Regions from separate parts of the Zea mays genome. Here region 1 is linked to region 2. A link is a contact called in public Hi-C data. All regions are on one chromosome and are shown on one strand. Each heading gives the region's core, a stretch centred on a gene start, on an enhancer-like site or on the middle of the called end of the contact. The rest is flanking DNA. Distances are from core to core; before and after follow the strand shown.

Region 1 (3,973 bases), core at 108-2,607, 250 kb before region 2:
TTTACTTCCATAAATTAATCATGTGAGTGTCCGAGCCGCTCATGACTATGAGCACGGCTGATATACCAATTTTACACTCTGTAGAGGTTGCGTATCTTTACCCACAAGCCATGCTACCCATTTGCCAAGGGGTCTAAAAGTCCAATTCATCTCTACCGAGGAGACGAGGCTGGGTAGCACTACGATGCCTTTCTAAAGTTCCACTAGTTTGAGAAAACCCGCTACGGATTCAGGAAGAAGGAAGCATAGTAATCCCCCGTCCGAAAAGCTAGACAGACAGTCCGACCTGAGAACCTCCCTATACTCTGCAGCGATGCCTCCCCGCTTGCCTCTTTCAGGTAAGGTAATCTCTATCTAGCTTTCCTAATTACTTGGCCAAGGGTGCCCCATTCCACCCTTGCGGTAGCACTGTTTTCCCGAGTGATTCTCCATGTTCCAATTAACACAGTAATTTTATCATGAACAATAAATAACCAACAATAATATAAAGTATGATCATGTGTCAAATTTATCTCAACACCCAAAACCATATATAGAAATAGCAGGACTACCCAAAAGTTCAGTGGTGATCAATGCATATGGTAAAGCAGATTAGGGTGACCTATTGGGTTCCATACAAATTAAGCATAAACATGACAAAGTGATTATAGAGAATAATATTGGGTAGGGCACAACTTGCCTCAACGAGCTCCTGCTCAGTATTTTCCACCTGCTGGGTACCGGGGTCCTCGGTCACTTGCTCATCTACACGAAGCAATACAAACAAACATGGTATAGGAAAAATTAATATCACATCAAACATCAGAACAAAATGCATGATAATATTCTACGCATCGCAACGAGATCATAGGTTCGAGAATCACTAAATTTGGAGTTACGGTTAAAGAGTTATAATTTTCCGAAGTTTTAAGTGTTTGGTATGGAATAAACTACGTGGATAATTTTAATCTATGTTTCACGATAAAACAGAGTTACCAGGTGATAAACAATATGAAAACAAAATTAATGCAAATATTAAAACAAAATTAATGCAACTAGAATGGGTCAAAAAGTAGTTAAAATGAATTATTTATGAAGTAAACAAGTTTCTGGAATTATTTTTATACTAAAATTCATTTTCTATAATCTTTTTATTCCCTTTACCAGCTCTCTGGAGTGCACACAACAATCTGGGGTTCTACAGGGACTTCCCTACAAAATTCAGGGCGTCGGCGTAATGATTTTACAAAAGATCGGGACTGTGGGTTGATAATTAAAAACATCATGGGCTCTTTTGCAAGACTTGCACGCCGAAGCGGTTTGGGATGAGATCGGCCGTCCGATTAGAAACTGAGGGCCAGGATCAGATTTCTTTTAAAACGAAATGGTACGCAATGCCAGCCACCCGATGCGCGATCAATGGTTCGAGTTTAACATATCTGAAGCCTACTCCCAACCGCCTGAATCTAAATCGATGCTCTTGATCAATCTACCGAAGGGATACACAAGATTCTAATCAGAGTCACGTGATTGAGGATCTACGACCCCCCAATCATCACTCCATCCTGACACCGGCGACGGCGGCGCAAATGACCCTGCGGTGAGGCCTCGCCGGCGCGACAGACAATGGCGGACATGTGGACACGGATCTCACCGTGAATCAAGAACGTGAAGGTAGCTGCCCACCGTGTTCGGCGGAGCCACCGCGGCGTTGGGTCCCGACGAGGGATTAACGCTGACCCCCGATCACCTAGGCTTGGTGAAGCCCCTGGATACGATCCAATTCACCCGCATTGCACTCCAGCCTTTCCCCAAGGGTCCAGATTGCAGCCCAGCTCGATCCCAACCATGGCGGCGACTTTCCCATCCGAATTGCGACGGCGGCAGCGGCTGAGTTGGATGAGGAGAACACGAGACGAGAGAGGTACTGAGCGCATAGGTTTTATAGTCCGAATAGGTCGGTGGCACCTGACCAGCTATAATCGCGCGGCAGCGGAGAGCTCGGTCGGGTGGTTGCGGTCGCGGCGGAGCGAAGATCTACAGGGCGAGGCTGCTAGGTGGAGCCCACAACACAGAGGCTGCTAGGTGGAGCCCACAACACAGCGACAAGCGCGCGCAGGTGTGTGGCTGGCGAGAGGGACCTAGCAGTCAGCGAGCAAGCGCCAAGATGCGCGGCGCGCGCGGTGTGGCTAGCACTGCGGCCCCACATGTCGGCGCTGTGGTTACCGGAATCTGGGCCACCACGGTGGTTAGCTGGGCCGAAAAGAACAGAACCCAGCCTGGGCACACAGTTTTCCTTTCTTTTTTTTTTCTTCTTTTCTCTTTGTATTTCATTTTCCCATTTCAATTTTTTTAGCACAAAGTTGTATTACCAGTTCAACTACGAGTGCAACATTTCACGAGTCCCAGCATGGAATGCATATTTATTTTGTTTACATAATTGTTAGTAGTCAATGCGACCCCATAATTTAAATATGCAAAAAGGAGAAAACAAGACAATTAATCACATAAGCCTTTTTATAATTTCCAATACTTATACATTTTATAACTCCATTTATTTGGGTATTACACATGTACTGCCTTTTTGCATCAGTGTTGATATCCTCAGGTGCATAGCAAGGTAGTTCTAGAAATTTATACCTATACTCTCTAACGGACAGGGGTCTTTGCTTTAGTGCTAGAAAAAAATCCTACTTCCTTATTATCATCAGCCTTTCTGGAATATGGTGTCGGTGGAAGTTGTCTCTACACTCCTCCCAAGTGATAGTTTCATGGTCGGTGTAACACCCTCAATTTGGGGTGTAAAATTTCTTCTCTAATATCTACCAAATTCAGATATTATCCCTTGTTTCTCTCTCTATAGATTTCTTCTCTCTTCTTTTTATTAGAGTTGTGTTGTAACACCTTAATCCGTCAATTGAAAATAATTTAGTTTATATTATTAATTTCTAGTAGAAAGAAAAAAAATATGTTTTGAAGTAATGAAATGGTGATTTCCTAATTGGATAAAATTTTGTCAATTGTTTGATGCATTTATGCTGAAGCACAAATTTTGTTTGACTCCATTTATAAATCTAATACTTAAATTTAATTTGGTGAGAAAATCTCATTTTATAAAATAATAAGGAGTAATTAAAATATTGTTTTTGATTAGGCATAGGTTTCATTTTGATTTATTCATTTTTTGGAGCCCAATCTATTTAAATAGTAGATTTTTTGCCTAAAATTATCTATTCTTTAAATTTGTGTATTCTATTTATGGAAATATTATTATAATTTTTATGAATTACCTATTTTTAAAAATAATTTCGAAAATAAAAGAAAAAGAAAAAGAAAAGAGAATTTTGAAATAAATAAAAAGAATAAAATAAAATAAAATAAAAACGCACGAGCCCAGCCCCACTCTTGCCGTACGAGCCTCCCTCCCTCTCCTACGTTTACAGGTGGGGCCCTCTTTCTATCTTTTTTCTTGCTGCTCATCTTCCACGGTTGGAATTTGGAAAGCACCGACCACCATTCCTGTGCAAGCAGCCGCCGCCGTTTCTTTTCTGAGATTTACGCCGTCCATACCGTTCATCTCCCCACTCATGCCTCCACTTATGAACACCATTATTAGAGCTGCTCCGCCGTATGGTGCCCCTCGATCTGCTCTTCTCACCTATAAATGGAGTCGATGCTGCTCGCTCTCCTCTCTCGCTCTCTGCTCTGCCAGCGTCATTTGCCATCGCCGCCACACTACCTCGCTGGAGTTCAACGCTGTGACGTCGCCAGAGTCGCTGCAGCCTGTGCCTCTGTTACTCACCCACGCAGCGACGTCGTCGGAGCTCCGTCCGTCGATGCCGAGCTCCCCTACGTCGGAGCTGCATGTCTCGCCGTCGGAGCTTTGGTCTCTTCTCCGCTCGCCATCGTCCGTGCTCGCTTGATGCTTGCTTGAAGTCGTGTCGATGTCTGTTGCTGCGCATCATCGTCGCCACACCACAATCACCTAAGCCGT
Region 2 (3,610 bases), core at 16-2,515:
TCTCTAGTAAACTCATGAAGAGACCTTGGAGTACGATGTATATGCTCCACCCGAGAAGGGGACTACTGGTAACCAAGTACTGGTCATGGCTTTAAGTGAAACTCATTCACACAAAACTTGCAATTCAAGGCATAGTCTATTGTCCAAGTGTAGCTTGGAGTTCTAGACGGAAGTTCAACTTAATAGTCTCTGCTGAAACAATAGTATATTAAACAGTAGTGAACAGTGGCAAAACTGCAGATGGACATTTGAGATCTGGTGGGGGATTGTTAGGATTTATGGGCTAGGCTCAATTGAGAAATTCAATTAAATCCCAGAAAAATCTCAAAAGCCCATATATGTGTATGGCTAGGGAATAGTGGAACTAATAGTGCCATATTGCTAGTCCAAATGGAGTAGAACTAGTTTAAATATGGAAGTCACACTCACTCACCAAGTCAGGGATGAGAGGAGAGAGTGTGGAGAGCCACACGCGCGCGCTCGCTCGCCTGGCCTAGCCTGGGCGGGGCGGGGCGGGGGTGAAGGACGCGGGCGCACAACATACGCGTGAATGGTCCCTCGCCTTGCGGGGGCGCGACTTCCTTTTGCTGTTTTAATTTTTGGTTGCTTGGTTGTTAAGTTTAGAATTCTAACCGATCGCTATAAAAATCTAAACTGAACGCAAGTTTTTCACGGGCAGATCGGATCGCGGATAGCTATCGGTTCGCGAACTCGGCCCTATATAAGGCGCCTAACAACCATCATCAAAATAACCATAATTTTCGCTTTCGCCTCTGTTCACAACTGCGTCGCCATCGTAGTTCTCTTCATCCCGACCACCGATGTGCATCTGCGATCGGGAGAGCAGGTCTCCGGAACCCTTCGCCTTCGAGATCCTGCACCGGGAGAGGGTGAATAAGGTTTTTGGGAAGCATCCTCATGCGACTGCTCGTGATCTTCTAGTCAAACCCTGTTGCGTAGACGTCATCGGTACCACTGCTTCAACGTCGTCGACCCTGCTGATTCCGGCTCGTGCCATCTATCAGTATATTTGATCAGTACGAATCATCTGATTTAACTTTATACTTCAGTTCTTCTGATTTGGTCATAATTTATATATTGAAATTTAATCTGTAAATTGTCTAATATTTCAACAGCATGCACCACTGAAAACACATGATTGAATGACTACGCTGTCGCATGCGCGCGGGCGAAGAACTGGATTTGGCTTGGCATGCATATGATATGACCTGACGCTGTACAGGCCCATGGCCATACACAAGGAGCTGGGAGCCTGCCCTAGGCCCTAGCTGGGACCACGGTCGCCCCAAGCACAAGCAATGTGTTGTTTACCGGGAGTACGCTACGACGTGCTTTGTGTTCAGGCGTCTTTGCACCGGTGGCGGTGTACCATGCACTATGCAGTATGCCCTACGAAGCTGAACCAGCATATAGAGGCAGGCTCCGTCCAACACCTAGAGCAAAAGTTGAGCAAAAATTGGAGCGGTGAATTAAACTTGAGCAAAAGTTAGAGAAGGTAAGGATGTGTTTGGTTTAAATTTTGGCCAACTAAACGGATCCAAATTGGCTCCCCCTCTCTCTCCTTTTTTTTTGGTTTACAACCCATACACCGATTAACGCAGGCCCACAACCACGAAATTGCTTAGGAAAAGGGCCCCTTACCCGTAAGCTTGCTGAAGAAAATGGACCAAGAATCATGTATCAGTACTGGGCCTCAGACCTTGGCAGCCCAATAGCAATACACGCCACGGTGGCGTCCGTCTTATACCGACTCCACTTGCATGGGTTTCTCAAAACTCATTTGTTCATCTGATGAACGTAACTGCGGTCCGACCGTCCGACCAAACGAAAAAAATAAAAGATCCATTCCTTTTTTTAAAAAAAAGAGAGTACTAAACTGTTAAAGCGTCTCGTGTAGTACAAGGACAGCACAGCGGGAGGTAGGGATGAAAACGGTCGGTAAACACTAAAACCGTTTTCGTTTTCATAATTTTTATCGGAAATGGAATCGGAAATGGTTAAACCGGAAACGGAAAAAGATATCGATATTTCGGAAACATCGGAAACGAAAGTTTAATATGGAAAATACATCGGTAACGGTCGGAATCTAAAGTATGACCGGTAAACATATGAATATAACAAGTTCACAATACAATAAAGATCACAAGCCAACAATTCACAATATAACAAGTTTATAAATATCACAAGTTCATAACATAACAAGTTCACAATATAACAAGTTCATAAATATCACATGTTTATAGATTCAAGGTTCAACATTTTCTTACTCTAACTATGTATAACTTTATTCATCCATATCACATAGAAGAGTACTCTCTCCGTCTACATGAATTTATCTTTCTAGAATTATGTCAAGTCAAACTATTTAAATTTGGATATTCAATACAAATACAATACACAATATTATATATATACACACACACGCACGCAAGAGGGCCAATATGAACATGGCCAGGAGCTCACCGCCCAGTCGCCCATCATCAGATGGGCAGCCCATCAGGAGCTCACCACCTAGTCGCCCACGAAGCGGATTCATCAGACATGCAGCCCACCTACGGACCCACTTGTCCCAGCAGCTGTTAGCGAAGCCGGATGGGTACAGTGCACAACATTATTTAGTCTCACCTCGCCCACCTAAATGTCATCGAAGAAGAGTCTCATCTAGATAACAGCTCGAGCCAGATGAAACGGTAGGCACTTGGGCCTGAGCGTCCATTATTGAGTGTGGGCTTTTAAATAGCCTACTTAATTTTTTGTTTTTGGAAAAATTCCGATACCTAAATTCGGTAAATTTCGTTTGAAAACGGGAACCGATTAAAACGGTCGGAAAAATCTTATATTGTTTTCGATACCGATTTTGAAACAAAATTCCGATAACCGATGCCGGCTGCGAAAAATACCGGTACTGCTGGTTTCAGTCGAAAAAATCAAAAACGGTTTTCGAAAAACCGAAAAAAACCGAAATTGTTTTCATTTCTAGCGGGAGGGGGCCGGAGCACGCGCTCTGCACGAGGGTGGTAGGGGGCACAGACGGCAGAGGCACGGGGCCGCACCGCCGGGTGTTTGCGACCGCCGTCCGCCTTCAAAGAAAAAGAAACTTCATTTGAATTTTGACCTCCGTGCTTTCCGCCATGGTCCATTTGCTTCCCCATTCGAAAACGGTTCTCTTAAATTTTTAAGTGCCTATTAGAATCCATTATAAGAGTATATGGGTGTTTGAATGTACTAGAGTTAATAGTTAGTAGCTAAAATTAGCTATAGACATCCAAATATTTTAGCTAATAGTTCAGCTATTATCTATTTTTAGTAAATTAACTACTAGTTAGCTAACTATTTATTATCTAGCTAATTCCACTAGCATATTTTTAGCCAACAACAATTAGCTCTATTGCATTCAAACACTCTCATTATTATCATAATAATTACTATATATTATCATATATAGAATGTACTGTACTTACAAAACAATAATAAAAAAATAAACTACTAGTTAGCTATTATCATATATTATCATAATAATATATCGTTGGAAGTATTATTAATTACTATATATTATCATATATTATCAGAGATCTATTAGAACTAAAAA

What was found. Hi-C and Micro-C count contacts between places; a contact is called where the count stands out from the background.
Region 1: a Hi-C map of ear shows a contact between it and region 2, with 2.2 times the contacts expected there. The contact joins two enhancer-like sites. A contact is called at or near these places in 3 of 25 Hi-C or Micro-C datasets (ear, endosperm and tassel).

The regions. Positions count from the first base shown.
Region 1 is chr1:172,266,160-172,270,132 of Zm-B73-REFERENCE-NAM-5.0, reverse strand. No RefSeq gene overlaps it. Among protein-coding and RNA genes, the nearest start is that of LOC103642256, 72 kb to the left of the region's middle. Within about 2 kb of position 1,357, at least 16 of the 20 cell types and tissues checked have an H3K27ac peak or open chromatin away from gene starts, as enhancers often do. A contact at or near this core is called in ear and tassel, where this site is marked.
Region 2 is chr1:172,013,481-172,017,090 of Zm-B73-REFERENCE-NAM-5.0, reverse strand. No RefSeq gene overlaps it. Among protein-coding and RNA genes, the nearest start is that of LOC103640545, 70 kb to the left of the region's middle. Within about 2 kb of position 1,265, at least 17 of the 20 cell types and tissues checked have an H3K27ac peak or open chromatin away from gene starts, as enhancers often do. A contact at or near this core is called in ear and tassel, where this site is marked.